Linked DNA regions of Sus scrofa: region 1 is linked to region 2. A link is a contact called in public promoter capture Hi-C data. All regions are on one chromosome and are shown on one strand. The core of a region is the stretch at or near the end of the contact, and the rest is flanking DNA. Distances in the headings are between cores, read along the strand shown. Region 1 overlaps ACE2 (angiotensin I converting enzyme 2). Region 2 holds the start of PIGA (phosphatidylinositol N-acetylglucosaminyltransferase subunit A).

Region 1 (4,248 bases), core at 1,255-3,754, 220 kb after region 2:
AGCACTGGGGAGAAACACAGGGAAGGCGCCTTTGCCAATTCCTCCAGTGCTAGGCTGGGATATGGCTGAATTGTCTAGAGGGGGAAAAGGGCGAAGATTCTCTCTTAAAAACAAAAAAGAGTGAAATGGGGAACATTGTGGATTGAAAACCAAAGGGCCTGGCACCCATCTTCCTGCTCCTGGGTCTAGCACAGGTCAGGAGGTTGGAGGGGGTGAGGAATGACCCCCTTGGCAACCTCAGCCTGAACGCCTGCTCATTCTGGAAGGAGAAACACGTTGAGGACCCCGGCAGCTTCCAGGAGGACTGGGATCTTTCATGATGCTCTCAGCTGGCGCTTTTCCCCAAGACAAGCCATGTGGGGGCAGCCACTGGGTCTCTGGGCGGGCTCGGTTTAGGTACACCCCACTGAATCACATTTTGAAGGCAACACTCCGCCCCGCAGCTCTGGCTCTGCTTCCGGAGGTGACTGGCAGCTCAGGAGCGCCACCTCGTGAGCAACTTGTGTACCACGGGGAGTGCAAGCTTTATTTTTTATTTTGAGTTTTGAGTTTTATTTTTTAAGACCAGGGGAAACCTCTACATCTATGCAGTCTTCAGTCTTGCTGTTTTGGGAAGCAGCTATGACACAGAAAACTGTTCCTTCTAAACAGTCAATGCCGACCGCAAGTCCCTCTGCTGGTGGGGAGGCTAACCAGGGTGTGAGGAATCCTAGGCTGGCCTACCTTGTCTTCAAAAGAAGCCTACGGCAAAGTCCCCAAAGCAAAGGATGAAAACACCTGTCCACGGCCCCTCTGCCCTTAGCGTTTTCCAGACGTGCTGGCCAGGCTTTCTTCAGCCGGGACCTGCCGCCTTTGCGCGAGAGCATTCTCAGGCCATGAGATGGGGCCCTGTGTGCAGGCCGGCGATGCTGGGGAATGACTGTCACCTGTAAGCACGTCTCAACCAGTGGCTGATGGGAGTTGGTGTATAAGCACCTAGCGCGGATGGCCCAGTTCAGGTGCCTTTTCTTACGCTGGCCTCTCAGAATCCCCAGGAGGATGGAACGCTGGTTGCCCAGTGTCACCTGCTCACTTACTGCCTTCCTTCTGCTCTCTGTCTCCTCCCCGCATTCCTCCATCAGCGCCTCTTTTTTTTTTTTTTTTGCCTTTTCTAGGGCCGCTCCCACGGCATATGTAGGTTCCCAGGCTAGGGGTCTAATCGGAGCTGTAGCCACCGGCCTATGCCAGAGCCACAGCAACGCCGGATCCTTAACCCACTGAGCAAGGCCAGGGATCAAACCCGCAACCCCAAGGTTCCTAGTCGGATTCGTTAACCACTGTGCCATGACAGGAACTCCCATCAGCGTCTCTTGAGATCAGCTCCCAAACAGACTTCCAACACTCCAACCCTTGTCTAAGGACCTGCACCTGGGGAAACTCAGTTAAGACAACCCCCCTGCTACGAGATCCTCCTGGAGTTCAGACCCGCGTTTTTAAGATGAAGGACAACATGTAAATGACCCGGGACACTGCCGGGCGCCTGGGGACACGCCAACTAGTAGTTCCTGCTGCTGCGCCCCCAGCTGAGCCCCTGGCCCTGGAAAGGACGTCATTACCTGATGGCCTTTTCGACGTCACTTCTGGGAATGATGTCAGACATGTTGGCAGGTGAGGTGACAAAGAAGTTGAAGGAGATTCTTGGCTTCAAGTCACTCACCCACACGTCCTCCGCCCTGTGGAGAAACAAAGGACACAGCTTCCCCGCTGGCACAGAGGACGCTGTCCAGAGCTCCTGCTGGGGAAAGCAGCGTGGGGGAGGACCCCGGGCTGAGGGAGAGGGACACGGGCAGGGCCGGCAATGGAAGGGCCCGCCGGTCCACTCAGCCTTAACACGGCCCAAAGCACAGGAACTCATCTATGCAGGTTGAGATGGCAAGTCTTGGCACTACTGGTTCTGCCATCACATAAGAACCATAGGTTTTTTTTATTCAAGGATAGAAATATTTCAAACGGGAAGCCGCAGCAGCATCAGCAAGGAGTCAGTGGCGACCAAGGACTGTGATCAACAGCATGGTGGGCGGCAAGGGCTCGGTTCCATGGGCAGGAGTGGTGCGTTTACATCTTCCAGCTCTGCCCCTCCCAGCAAAAGACCTCGTGCCACCCCCACGCGGAGGGGGAGGCGGGGGGTTCACAGTACAATGTGGCAGGACTGCGCTCTCACGCCACCAGATGCAGCCCAGTGAAACCCAAGGCAGATCATGGGGCGCAGAGGCTTCCTCACTCAGCAGCAAAGCCGATGGCCTTGGAAGGGCTTTGAGGTGCACAGGCACCTTCTCCTCGCCTTCCCACCCCCGTGGCCCAGTCCCCACTGTCTTCTATTCGCTCCCTCGGCTCCCGCCACGCTGGCCTCCTGGCAGCTCCTCCAGCAGGTCAAGGATATTTGCTCCTCGGGATCTTTCCACCTGCTATTTTCCCAACGGAAACACTGCCCTCATTTTCTGCACCTCTGGCTCTCTCTCCTGCTTCAGCTATTTGCTCAATTATTAACAGGCCTTCTCTGACCATTTTAGTTAAAATTGAACTCTACACACAACACACACACACCAGCAGTCTCCAGCCCCCTTTCTGTTGTTTTTCTCCCTCACCCTTGTCACCATCGAATTCTACTATATTTCACCTACATGTTTTGTTGATTGTCTACAACACACACACATAAAACACACACTTTAGAATATAAGCTCAATGAGAGGAGAGGTGGAAAGAATGGGAGAGGAAAAGAGGAGAGAGGAGGGAAGGGGAGGAGAAGAGGCCAGGAGAGGCCACTGAGTAACAATGCTCGTGCCATCTACAAGTCAACTAAGCCACAATCACCCCTAAACAGAGTGGTCCACGTTCCAGGAGAGCTAAGAGGTTTAAACGTTATTAGGAAGTTTTTCTTAATTTCACTTGAAGAAAAGTTGAAGCATAATATTTTCTCCAACCCACGGGTTACTGGCTGGGGTAACTTTTTTCTTTTTCTTTTCTTTCTTTAGGGCTGCACCCGAGGCATATGGCGATTCCCGGGCTAGGTGTCGAATCAGAGCTACAGCTGCCGGCCTACACCAACACCAGATCCGAGCCGCATCTGTGACCTACCCCACAGCTCACGGCAATGCCAGATCCTTAACCCACTGAGCGAGGCCAGGGGTCGAACCTGCATCCTCGTGGTTCCTAGTTGGATTTGTTTCCACTGAGCCACGACGGGAACTCCCTGGCTGGAGTAACTTGAGGGCACAGCAAATCCACTCACCCAAATGGAATGGTCTCATTTTTGGCACTTGAAAAATAATTTCTCATGGCGTAGGCAATAGATGACCGGAACAGATACATTTCATTGTCATTCCATTCATACTGCAAGTTCAAAAGAAAAACACTGCTCAGGAGAGACTGTGGGGCACATTACAACCTGGTACTCCACCCGCATTATTTTTAAATTGTCTAATATTCCAAAGATTCTTACTCTGCATTAGTACCTCAGCATCGCGTGGAGGGCTTGCTCAACCATGGCACACGGGGGGGCCTAGCCTCGGGGTCTCTGATTCAGAAGGTCAGGGACAAGACCCAGGGACCTGCAGCTCTAACAAGCTCCCAGGTGGTGCTAACACTGCTCGTTCAGCAACCTCGCTTTGAGAACCACTGGCTTCACTGGCCCTTTCAGTTTAGTTCGATGTCAGCTGAAATAAACACCCGAGGGCAGGTTTATAGGTGGGAGTCAGGTTTATAGGTGGGAGTCAGGTTTATAGGTGGGAGTCAGGTGAGCCCTTGGTTTGGGTTACAATGTCCATATACGCTGAGTTTTGACTATTTTTTTTTAGTAAGTTTGCAGATGTGTATAAATGTAAAAGAGATTTGAGTTTCAAAGGAAAAGGATAATGTTTTTAAAAGCAAGGTCACTTGTTCTTGATATTCAGCACTAAACCAATGGCTTGTGTATCTGCACGGTTCAGGAAAAAGTTGCTGAAAGAGAAAGGAGCAGTCGCTCCAGCAGGTGGAAGTAGAGATCAAGGAATAGCACGTACTACTGCTCTTATTAATATCATTACTAACGTTCGGGTTACTATTTCTATGCTCAAAAAAAATATGAAAAGCCAAGTTCTCAAAATAGTGGCAAAGATCCAGTTAGACTTTGCCACGAAATAGCTTGAATGGGGCAGCTATGCTGGCCCTGAAAGGTAGGTGGCTAAAAGTGGTTTCTGGTCTCCTCAAAGCAGCCTGTTGCTCAGTGGACAG
Region 2 (4,180 bases), core at 1,169-3,668:
CAGAACCATGGCAATGCCAGATCCCAGCCGCGTCTGCGACCTCCATCACAGCTCAGCTCATGGCAAGGCGGGGTCCTTAACCCACTTAGAGAGGCCAGGGATCAAACCCACAACCTCATGGTTCCTAGCTGGATTCGTTTCCGCTGTGCCATGACAGGAACTCCCCTTACATCTTAATTTTGCTCTAAAAACACTGCTACAGGATTTTAAATAATGTTTGTTACACCACATTATATAATAATTTGCCATGCTAACAAACCAGTACATTCTAATAATTAAATACATAGCTCTTTACAGGAAAAGTTTGTGAAGCTCATTCTAGAGCTTAGCCACCGACTCAATGAATCTCAAGTTCTGCTAGTATAAATTCTGTGGCTTATACTAAGATATACCTGGAGTTAGAACTTTCTTGTTCTTTTTTTTTTTTTAATGGCTGCACCCATGGTATATAGAAGTTCTCTGGTCAGGGACTGAATATGAGCCGTGGCTGGACCTATGCGGAATCCTTTAACCCACTAGGCCGGGCCTGGATGGAACCCGCACCTGCATAGCCACCCAAGCCACAGAAGTTGGATTCTTAATCCACTGTGCCACAGCATGAACGCCTAGAACGGTCTTTTAGAGCAGCTTTTTTTTTTTTTTTTTTTTTGTCTTTTTAGGGCCGCACACACGACACATGGATGTTCCCAGGCTTGGGGGCGAATCGGAGCTGCAGCTGCTGGCCACATCCACAGCCACGTGGGATCCGAGCTGCCTTTACGACCTACACCACAGCTCACAGCAACACTGGATCCTTAACCCACTGAGCAAGGTCAGGGATCAAACCTGTGTCCTCATGGATGCTAGGCAGATTCGTTTCCACTGAGCCGTGACGGGAACTCCAGAGAGCAGCTTTTTAAAGTGTCACCTGCAGCGCCGCCGCAGACCTCCACATTCTCCTTCCTTATTCAAGAATGATGACATCAAGCCGCTCCCTCCATTTTCTTAACCTTTGTTATTTTGGTTTTGCCTCCAGGAGCGTCCCTCCCTTCCGTCTGGAATCTGATCTAGAGATGCAAAGGGAGGGACCTGGGGCCATTTTCTCCATCTAAAGTAGATGTTCAGCTCAGGGGTTCCCAAGATCATCAGCACAAAATGGACGCTCAATATTCAGTATGATTATCAATGCTTAGCTGTTTAAAGCTAAAGAGAGGCTTGGAAAGTGAGTGAAACTCTTCCTCAGCTTTACACGTTGAGATTTCCATGCTTCCAGAAACTCAACTATTCAATGGGAAGCCATCCTTAGAACCTGAGTTTCCGATTTCACCACAAACTCAAAAAAAGCAAATTAACAGTCATCTTTACTTTAAAAATAGTCTTAGAAACACTCCATTATGTGTTTGTTGACCTGAATACTAATTGAGATTCACTACTACCAAATCATGACACTCTTCAAGTCTGCACTTTTAAGTCGTCCTCTGTGGTTTGTCACCTAATCCCGAATTTCCAGTTCCATTTAATTTTAAAAGATGAGCGATAATGAAAGCAGTTAATAAAGAACCAAATGAAATCATTTAAAGTTCTGTCATTAATCCGCAATATCTTGTGAGGAAATCAGCCTAACATCACGGCGTAAAAGCCCAACAAACGTCACAGTCACAGAACCTTAAGGTTTTAAAGCTGAAGAGAGGCTTAAAGAGCTACTGGATAGCTCTTATTTTACAAATGAGAAGTCACACAAGTTGAGCGATTTGTCCGAGGTCCCCACCCGGCCACTTAAGCGGCAAATGCGAGATGGTCATAAATACGGCCACGGCCACCGAGTCCCTGAACAGTCCTGAGGAGCAGAGAGTCCTGAGGAGCCTTAAACCTGGTGGAGCCTCGGAATCTAGGCGAAGGGGCTCTCACCCACCCCCAGGGAACCGTCCCGGCTTCACTCACTGAGCGGTTGCTGGGCAGCGCCAGGGCCAAAGAAGGGACGAAACGACTCAGTCAGCGATCCCGTCAGAGTCAGGCGGGGTCTCGCCAGGCCCCAAGAGGAAAAGGGCCAGAGAGTGGGCAAAAGGTTGAGGCCGGCGGTCCCGGAGCCGTTCGCTCTGCCCGCGTTAACCGTCGCAGAACCGGCTACAGCGCGGCCGCCGAAGCGCACCCTCATCCCCACTCGACTCCGAAGACCCTCGGTCCCCACTTCCGAGCCTTACACCGGGTCGGCTTCGCCCACTCCATCGTGGGCCACGCTCTCCTGGGGGCAGTTCAGTCCCAGCTAAAAGAGGCAGACAGTGGCTAGCCCGGGGAGGTCAAACGCGCACTTACCGGCTAGTCCCATGGCCGCCAGTGTCCGGACCTCCCGCGGCTGCAGCCGGAGTCCCACCCCGCTGCCCCGAAGCACCAATCCGGGGCGTCCGCGCCCGAGCGCCGCGCCCCCGAGAGGACCAATCACGAAGAGGCGCTGGGGTCACGTGCAGGAGAGACGCTCAGTTCCCCACCCGTCAGCGCGGGTTGCAACGTCAGCGCGCGCGTGCACATATCGCCACGATGTTCCGGAAGACTAGTTTTCTTTCGATGGAAAGCAGTAATCCTCTGTTTAACCTTTTATATGAATTCTTAATGTTGAGATTTTCTCAAAATTGGCCTTGGCCTCTTGCTAAACAAGGAGCCAGCCCACCAGGACCCTTCGACGGAGTAAAACCGGCACTCCCAGCGTGCTTCACAGGACCCTTCCGCGCTCCTGGGAGTTGTAGTCCCGTCGCCTCCGGAGGCGAATCCGAACTTAGAAAACTCATTCCCAGGATGCACCGCACTTCTAAACGCGGATCTTGCGGACGGGTGGGTTTGGTGCCTTGGTTGCCTAGTTACAGCGTCTCATTTTGGAAACCTGTTCTCTGTGGCTTCCAATTCAGACTTTTGGCTGAGAAGGCTACAGAAAGTCGGAGTCGTGGTGGCGTTTTGTTATTATCTGTGCCACAGCCGATTCCCCAGGTTCTTACCCCTCTGGTAGAATTGCCTGAGGTAATAAAGATACACAAATGTCAGGTCAATTTTTTAAATAATTTGAATATCAGATAAATAATTTTTTATGTTATGTCCCTAGTATCGGGGACTTTACTAAAAAATTATTCGTCGTTTATCTGAAATTCAAATTTAACTGGGCATCCTGTATTTTTTCTGGCAACTCTCCACTCTGGAGAAAAAATCTGAGGTCTGGCCTGAAGTATCAACTCCTGTTCAAACTGGTTCTACTGGCTATCATGGTGCTTGGCCAAGAGGGTAATGAATAAATGGGAGTGGTCTGGTGGTTATCCACCCCCTCACAGTTGGTACACGGAGTTCCCCGGTCAAGCAAATGCCTTTCTGAGCACCATCAACCACAGCTTCCAGCACCCATTTTAAGCCTGTAGAAAGCCTATTCATCCCTGAAAATTCCAGCTCCTTTGTGATGCCTTCCCCAAACCTCCAGAGAGAATTAAATCCTCCCTCTTTTATATTTTGATAGTACTTTGGCCATATGCTAGTAAAGCATTCATCAAGAGATGATTCAACTTGTTTGCCTGGCTGCTGCACCGCCACCCACACCCCCACTACCCCACCCCCCTTCTGCCTCAACGTAATCCTTGGAGACTTCTGTCTTCTTGGGATCTCACATGTACCTCTTTCTGAAAATTGGCAGTTGTATTTCCTTGTTAAATGTCTGCCCTCCCAGCCAGAGAGTAAGCTGAAGCAGGATCTGTTCCTGGTAATAGACACCAAATAAGTTTTTGTTGTGTTAATGAATTTATTCAGTACCTGCACAATTCCTGATACATATACCCAATTAAATGTATTGAAAAAAATTCAAGGGGTGTACCTTGTAAAAATTACAGCATACTGATATAAATAAAAGAGCATTTTGGTTGTAGTATTTGAAGTGTATTAATGAGTTAACTTTAATGAGTAAGGCTCAAGTGGGAATAGATACTCTGCCCTGTGTTAATATTGATGCATCAGAGAATAAAGATGATTTAGGCTCAAGAATACTTATTCAAGCTTATTAATTTGCAGTTGGCTTCACAGGTGGAAACAACCACTACCAGATGGTACAGCATTGCTTTGGTCTCCTTTTCATCTTTGCAATAGGTCTTAAGATAAAGAATATGGGCTGAAATTCTGGAGGGTATAAATGAGAGTTAAGCCTCATTTACTGAGCCCCTGGTTTGTCTCTGCC

Evidence for each region. Promoter capture Hi-C pulls out the DNA fragments that hold promoters and counts their contacts.
Region 1: a contact with region 2 is called in a promoter capture Hi-C map of fetal liver, with 4 times the contacts expected there. The contact joins the enhancer-like site here to the promoter of PIGA in region 2. A contact is called at or near these places in 2 of 5 promoter capture datasets (fetal liver and liver), 9 of 47 Hi-C or Micro-C datasets (brain, embryonic fibroblasts, mesenteric adipose tissue and 4 more) and 1 of 2 datasets of contacts at active chromatin or transcription factors (skeletal muscle).

What each region holds. Positions count from the first base shown.
Region 1 is chrX:12,103,942-12,108,189 of Sscrofa11.1, forward strand. It overlaps ACE2 (angiotensin I converting enzyme 2), which reads right to left. Exons shown (of 18, transcript NM_001123070.1): 15 at 3,269-3,369; 16 at 1,596-1,712. Among named protein-coding and RNA genes, the nearest start is that of CXH4orf3, 35 kb to the right of the region's middle. Within about 2 kb of position 2,505, at least 5 of the 83 cell types and tissues checked have an H3K27ac peak or open chromatin away from gene starts, as enhancers often do. A contact at or near this core is called in fetal liver and liver, where this site is marked.
Region 2 is chrX:11,884,101-11,888,280 of Sscrofa11.1, forward strand. PIGA (phosphatidylinositol N-acetylglucosaminyltransferase subunit A) reads right to left here and starts at 2,419. Exons shown (of 5, transcript XM_013985923.2): 1 at 2,293-2,419. The coding sequence starts at 2,305.